Linked DNA regions of Capsicum annuum: region 1 is linked to region 2. The links are chromatin contacts, called in public Hi-C maps. All regions are on one chromosome and are shown on one strand. Each heading gives the region's core, a stretch centred on a gene start, on an enhancer-like site or on the middle of the called end of the contact. The rest is flanking DNA. Distances are from core to core; before and after follow the strand shown.

What was found. A called contact is a pair of places that touch in the nucleus more often than the background predicts.
Region 1: a Hi-C map of leaf shows a contact between it and region 2, with 3 times the contacts expected there. The contact joins the enhancer-like site here to the promoter of LOC107870504 in region 2. A contact is called at or near these places in 3 of 5 Hi-C or Micro-C datasets (bud, leaf and placenta).

What each region holds. Positions count from the first base shown.
Region 1 is chr12:4,069,026-4,073,066 of UCD10Xv1.1, forward strand. It overlaps LOC107872365 (GDSL esterase/lipase At5g37690), which reads right to left. Exons shown (of 5, transcript XM_016719105.2): 2 at 3,958-4,041; 3 at 3,114-3,240; 4 at 2,609-2,721; 5 at 90-532. The coding sequence ends at 236. Among protein-coding and RNA genes, the nearest start is that of LOC107872365, 3.6 kb to the right of the region's middle. Within about 2 kb of position 1,821, at least 5 of the 5 cell types and tissues checked have an H3K27ac peak or open chromatin away from gene starts, as enhancers often do. A contact at or near this core is called in bud and leaf, where this site is marked.
Region 2 is chr12:3,996,469-4,000,524 of UCD10Xv1.1, forward strand. It overlaps LOC107870504, which reads right to left and starts at 1,776. Exons shown (of 10, transcript XM_016717059.2): 1 at 1,605-1,776; 2 at 1,313-1,461. The coding sequence starts at 1,455.

The DNA of each region.
Region 1 (4,041 bases), core at 571-3,070, 73 kb after region 2:
TTTAGCTTCAAAATTAACAAATATAGGGAAACAGTTTCAAGATACATTTAATTTTTGGTGAAATTTTACCATAATATGTTAATAAATAATTCAGTGACTCGCAACAAATATTAAGACAATGTAATTAAACAACAATTTACAATAGAATCAAATAGCAATAGCAACCTTGATGACAATTCGAATGATCCTTTTTTTTTCACTATAACATGTCTCGTTATGTAACACATTGTATGTCTCATAATAGGTCCCGTTTGTCTACTTTTTTTTTACCCTCCAAGTCAATTTCTATGTTTTCTTGAAAAAAACTTCCGTGCTCGTGTTGGTGCTGGTGCTGGTGCAGGGCTTGACGTGGTTTGATGAAACAAAGTGGCGAAAATTCGATCTGCAAGCACAGCATTTGCTGCATCTGTTGGATGAAATGCATCCCAAAATACATATTCAGTTCGATTTGTGCACAACTTGGAGTTTGGCAAACACAACCCTCCAACACTTGTGTCCACATTGCAACATGATGTATTGGAAATTTTGAAACCTAAAGACAAAAATAGTAACAAAAAAATTCAATCTTTAAAAGTCCCAAGTAAAGAAAAATACCAAACTAATCGAGGCTAATTTAAGATTTGAATTTTATGAAATGGACTTTAGGATGATGGTCTCAGGATTTTGAAGTTTAGGTACCTATGTATGTGAACCTATGTATGTGAGGCATCATCGATTGGTCATGAAAGGTAAGAGACAGAAATCAACTACGTGTTGATCATCCTGTAAAATATAAGTTGTCTACGAAAACTATAGAGATAAGCATCCTATACATTTTCAAACTATGATCAAAGCTGCTACAACACATTCCAACTTCACAAGAGTATTATTACCTCGGAACTCAATTTTGACATATTTTTGTCATCCTTTTGTGCTGATGTAATACCTTTATTATATAAAATGGAACCCCCATTAAAGGTGTCATGTCAGCTGAAAAAGTTGACAAAAGGTGTCACGTCAGCTAAAAAGGCTAACAAAAATATATTAAAATTTAGTTGGGGGGTAATAGGATCCCTATAAATGAGGTGTGTCGTAGTAAATTTGGTCATAGTTCAGCTCATAGTAAATTTGGTCATAGTTCAGCTGACAAAAATATGTCAAAATTTAGTTCGAGGGTAATAGGATCCCCGTGAATGAGGTGTGTCGTAGCAAATTTGATCATAAATATGTCAAAATTTAGTTTGAGGGTAATAGGATTCTCGTGAATGAGGTGTGTCGTAGCAAATTTGGTCATAATTTAGAAGTATTAGATGCTTCACTCAAAAATATTTAAGAAGTTATTGAATTTTAGCTGATTGTTATGTTAATTGTAGCGTGCCCTACCTCTTGTTACTATTTTTTAGTATTTTACAAACAACAAATAATATATATATATATATATATATATATATTTAAGTTATGAGAAAATTGAACTTACCATAAGCTTTGGGGTTCTCAATCAAGTCTAGAACTAATGGATAAGTATCTGCAAATGTCATTTGTGCATATGGAAGATGCTTATTCAAATTGTCAACCAATTTCTTGACTTTTGAATTGAATTGTTGTACCCATAAATTGACTTGTTTCAAACATATTCCTCTTGTAGATTTCACCCTTTGTGATGGAATGCAACCTAGTGGTCCAAGTCCATGGAACACTATTTTTCTTGCTCCAAGTTGATGAAGCCTCTAATTTTATTTTTTTTTAAAAAAAAAATGTTGTGAGTCCAATAACAATGGTATACAGTAAGTCAGTACAGGAAAGAATGTTATAGACAGCTACTTCCTATCACATTCTATATTACTTGTACAACAATGGTATGCAGTAAGTCAGTACTGGAAAGACACGTGTTATAGACAGCTACTTACTATCACATTCTGCATTACTCGTACAACATTTGATTTCCGATATAAAATCTTGCATAACTAATGTATGTAGTATTTTGTTATCAGAGAAAGGTCATATATACCCGAACTATTGAAAATGGTATGTAAATGCACTCTGTTCTACTTTTGGGTTATTTGTGTACGCTTGTGGTCTAATTTTGGGTACATATATACCCTCAAACTACTGAAAATAGTGTATATATACCCTTTAGTTAGATGGCGTGCGCCACAGGTCCTTATCCGAAATAAATTAACTTATTTCACCTTAGCAATTTATCTTCGGACCTGCTGGGAAAATGTCTAATGGTCGGAATTGGAAGTGAGTTTCGCCCACGTGTCCTCATCCTAAAAAAATATGTTGTGGCCGCATTGGTTTTGGTTTGCCAAGAAATAGGCATGGGTGAAATTCGCTTCCAACTCCGGTCGTAGAACATTTCGTTGGTATGTCAGGAGATAAAATGCTAAGGAAAAATGGGTTAATTCCTTTCGAATGAGGACACGTGGCGTGCGCCGTCTAACTGAAGGGTATATATACATATCATTTTCAATAGTTCGGAGGTATATATGTACCTAAAATTAGACGACAGGGGTATAAATAATTTAAAAGTATAACAGAGGGTATTTACGAACCATTTTCAACAGTTCAGGGATAGATATGACCTTTTTTTCATTTCGCTATCAGAATTGAACTATGTATAACTTACTGTGAATTGTTCGCCTAAGGTTGATGCTAGAAGCTCTACGAATTCGTCATGTGTGTATTGTTGTCCGGCAGCTAAGAAGGGTTGCAAGAAGTTATTGACATAGTCATTGCTACCTAAAAAAAATTACAAAAATTTGGCATCAGAGCAACAGAGTTATATCGTTTTTTGGCAAATACATTACCAAGATAGGCAAATAAAAAGGGATTATTTAATTTGTTCGTAATTTTTTGTTTTTCTTAATTTCAAGTAGTATTCAAGATCCTCTGTTTTCGATCTAATAAATCACTATGATCGATCGATATAAACATCAACAACATCGAATTTTTCTTATTTCCCACTAAGTTATGCTAGTACTATGTCGTTATCTATGCTGAGTGGATTCTTTAAGAATGTCGTTAGATGCATGTTAAATTCTTCGAAAATGATAATTTTGGAGAATCTGATATGAATGCGCGTGACGGTATTTTTGAAAAGTCTGAGCAACGTAATAAAGAAGAAAACTTACCCATTCCAATAAAGTAGACAGCTTCATTAACATGTTTTTCTGCATCTTCTTGTCCAATTTTAGCCTTGATTGCTTCTTTTGTCTTCTCAAAACTATTTATTTGATCATCAAATGTCATTCTCTGAATCTGTAATTTTGTGCACATAACATATTCTGAATCAGTTGCAAGTTAAATTAATTTGAGAATTTAGAATTAATACATAAACATGTCCGTTAGCTTGACTTCAGTCAGAGACGGAGCCAGGATTTCAATTCAGGGTTATATTTGAAGAAAATTTAGTCGAAGGAGGTTCAACACCTACTATAGATACATAAAATATAATTTTAATAATGTATAAATGATATATTTTTTCCTCGAAGAGGGTTCGGATGAATCTCTTGCCAAAAGGTTCTGGCTCCACCCCTAACCTCAGTTGGCATCTACGCCCTCCAACTTTGGGTGTACACAAATAGACACATAAACTCACGTGTCTCATGTGGCATCTACATGGCAATTTTACATAAATGGCTCTATAGGATGGGAGTTCGTATTGTTCAACTTCACATAGATTTAACTGTCTACTTATGCACACAGATACGGAGTCAAGATTTCTGCTGAGGAGATTCAATATCTGAAGAAAAACTCACCGAAGGGGGTTCAACATCTACAATATATATATAAAAATCATTTTAACCATGTATTAATAATATAATTTTTCGTCAAATGAGGTTCGTCCAAATCCCCTTTACTAGTCTGGCTCCGCCTCTATTAATGCACATCCAACGTCGGAGAGTCTAAATGATAGCTCGAACCAATTAAAACGACATATATATATATATATATCATAGATGAAATGATTGTTACAAAATAGAGTCCAGTGTCATTGAGTATTCCAGCTCCACCAGATGCATAATTAACCCCTTTCAAAATTGCATCATCATTTGGTAC
Region 2 (4,056 bases), core at 526-3,025:
AGCAAATTCAATTCAGAAACTTATCTATTTCATCAAAGTTGCTTTCCAAATAACATTTTAAAAAAAAAAAATCCAACAAAAAACTTATCTATTTCATCAAAATTGCTTTCCAAATAGCAAATTTAAATTCAATGTATTACAATAAAACTACAAAACAACAACATACCCACTGAAATCCCACATGTAAGGTCTAGTAAAGTGTGTGCAGACCTTACCACTACCTCGTTGAGGTAGAGAAGCAAATTCAAAACTTATTGCAACAACAATAACGCCAATGAAATTCCACAAGTAACATCTAGGAATTGTATGCACACCTTACCAATACCTCGTGGAGGTCAAGAGGCAAATTCAAAATTCAATACAACAACAACAACACCAGTGAAATCCCACAAGTAAAGTCTAGGGATGGTAGAGTGTACGCACACCTTACCACTACCTTGTGGAGGTAGTGGTAAGGTCTGTATACATGCTACATGTGAGATTTCACTTGGTATGTTACTGTTGTTGTTGTTTTGAATTTTGAATTTGCCTCTCGACCTCCACGAGGTAGTGGTAAGGTCTGTGTACACTTTACTGGATATTACGTGTGAGATTTCACTGGGTATGTTATTGTTGTTGTTGTATTGAATTTTGAATTTGCCTTTCGATCTGCACGAGGTAGTGATAAGGTCTGTGTACACTCTACTAGACGTTACGTGTGGGAATCCACTAGCGTTGTTGTTGTTGTGTTGAATTTTGAATTTGCTTCTTTACTTCACAAGATAGTGGTAAGGTGTGTGTACAATCTACCATCCCCAGACGTTACTTGTGGGGTTTTACTGGATATGTTGTTGTTGTATTGAGTTTTTAGTTTTGAATTTGCGTCTTGACCTCCACAAGGTATGTCTTACCACTACCTCGTGGAGGTCGAGAGGCAAATTCAAAATTCAAAACAATAACAACCACATACCCAGTGTAACGTCTAATAAAGTGTACGCAAACCTTACCACTAACTCGTCGAATTTGAGAGGCAAAATTCAATACAACAACAACAACAGTAAAATTCCACAAGTAACATCTAGGAATGGTAGATTGTACACACACCTTACCACTACCTAGCGAATCGTAAAGAAGCAAATTCAAAATTCAATACAACAACAACAACAACGCCAGTAAAATTCCACAAGTTGCTGGCTCGGACACCACGGTTATAAAAAAAAAAAATCCACAAGTTACGTCCAGGAATGGTAGATTGTACGCACGCCTTACCACTACCTCGCGAACGTAAAGAAGCAAATTCAAAATTCAACACATAAAAAAAAAAAAAACTCACTTCAACACCTGGTTAATTCCACTTCCACGCTTGCTATTCGCTTTCGTAAATCGTCGACCCACCAGCATTTCGTCAACCTCATCCATCTCCTTCTCCGCCTTCGCAAATGCAGCATTCATTTCTTTGTTAACATCCATAACCATTTCTTTCTACAAAAATCAAACAAAAAAATCGCTTTTTCTAGGGTTTGAATAAACACAAAAGATGAATTTTGAATTGTATGTATATAGAATCAAATGCACATAAAAAATGTGAAGAGTGAGAGTAAGAAGAAGAAGAAGAAGAATTGTACCTTTTTGAATACTGTTTTTTTTTTTTGTGAGAAAATTTTTGGTTCTAAGATAACTAACTATAAAGGTGAGCAATATTGGATTTTGCAAAATCTCTCTATTTGGCGCGATTTTGGTAAGTACTCTTTTGGTTGGATTGGAATTTTTTGGGCTTTTTTATGGACCGATTGCTCAAATATGTAATTTGCTTTAATAATAATACTCTAATATATTGAGTAAAACGAGAAAAATGAAGGTAGAGATGTGGTCAAACAAATATATGAAGATCAATATTTTTAAATTAAAATTTGATCCAAAATTTGAAGTCATATGGATAGAAAAAAAAAAATTCTCCTAAAAATGGTATAAACTTTAAAAAAATAAATTAAGGCTGATTTTAAGAATATGATACAAAATATGTAGTCAAACAAATACATGAAGTTAAATTTTAAATTTGATGTCTTGTGGGTTGAATGAATTTTTTCCCAAAAATAGTATAAACTTGAAAAGATTTTAAGACAGCTCTTTAAAATACGATTCAAAATATATGGTCAAATAAATATAAGAAGGTGAACTTTTAAAAGTTGATACAGATTTGAAATATTGAGGGCGAAAATTAAATTTCTCCCAAAATTGGATTTAACATTGAAAATTTTTTGAAGATTGATTTTAAAATCTGATTTAAAATATATGGTCAAACAAATATATGAAGTTAGATTTTTTTTAATTTTGATCCAAAATTGAAGTTTTTCGGGTGAAAATTAAATCTCTTCTTAAAATGGCTCAAACTTGAAAAAAAAAATTGAAGATGGATTTTTAAGATTTGGTTCATAATATGTAGTCAAACAAATATATGAAGTTAATTTGAAGTTATCCAAAATTTAATGTCTTGCCGGTGAAAATTAATTTTTTTATATAAATGATTTAAACTTTGAAATTGTTTTAGCTACAAATTTAGAATTATATTTTCTCAAAATGAGTCACTGTGGTATATGATGATTATTTTATCTAAGAATTACATATATATATACACAAATTTAAGTTAAATAATTACAAAAAATCCCCAATTGGTAAAGTAATTACATAAATCCCATAATAATTACAAAAATCCCTTTATTGGGTATTTTCTTTCTCATCAACATTATGCATGTAACAACCGGTTTCATCCTTCCGTCTTTTACTCCCTTATGCTCCCATTAACAAGCCGTTATTTACTCCATTTTTGAAACCCCTTTTTTTACGGCATACTTGAAGTAAAATCTACTTGTGGTTATCAAATTGTAAGTTATTCAACAGTTAATTGTTTTTAATATTGTACTTCCTTCAAGCTGGGGAAGGCTAGTTCAAGAACTAGAAAGATCTCACTTCTGTTTACTCAGACGCCTCTTTCTTATCGAAGACTCTGGCAGCTGGAACTCCATCGGCAGCGACTCTTACCACTGCAACCTAGGCACTCAGGCCTTGGAGCTGATTTGTCAGTCCACCGTTACCACAAACCTCTACTTTGAAGTGAAGCGACTTCGTTCATTCCCGAGTCCATAATTGCCATAGGATGAAACCCAGTAATGGCACATCAGCTTACCGATTCCTTAATAAGCATTCATTCCTGGACTTTACAAGTTACAAGTTATCCCCATATGGAGTCCACCCAAGGGAGAAATCCAATCCAATGGGTCACTGGGACTGGGCTTGACATCAAAGACAGAGAAAAGCGTATAAGCGCAAAAAAGGCAAATTGCCTGGGAAAATAATCCCAAGGGAAGCTTCTCGCTAGTGCTTTGCCCCACCACTGAACATTGCGTTGCTATGGTCAATAAACAGCCTTAAAGTGGTTCCGAATGACCTTGAGGAGGCCCCGGCGCAACACCTTTCTCGCTCGAAGGATCTATGAAAAGAACGTCCCACTACGAATTCCTATCCCATTAATATAGTACAGATAAATAATATATTCCAAGTCTGACTTTTAAAGCATACGCATTGAAAAAAACCTTTGGCTTTGGACTTTCTGCTTTGATAGATCTTTCCTCTCAAAATAGGTTTTTCAATTTTTTTGATTTTTTTTGTTCAACTTTTCCAAATCAAAGGTTTTTCGTTTTTTATTTTTTTTCATGTTCAAATTATAGTATTGTTCAAGCTTATTCAAGTTAAGTAGTTCGGCTTTTCGTTATTTTTCATATGGTACAAGTTAGATCTGAGATTTTCTTGTTTTTAGTTCGATTTTCAATACTGTTAACTTAAAATAGTGTTATTTGGTAATGGATAATCCTCCAAGTTTTAGTTTAGGAATTACTCAGTTAGATGCAATTGTACAAGATATTCCATTTGGATTTGTTCCTGCTACATTTGATGAACAGGATCCTGATTGGGCAGAGAATCGATCAAAGCACAGAAATGACCCCGTTACAATGAAGAAATTGACGTATAAGGCTGCTTCTAAATCGAAAAAATCTACTTCAAAAGTAAGTAAAAAGAAAT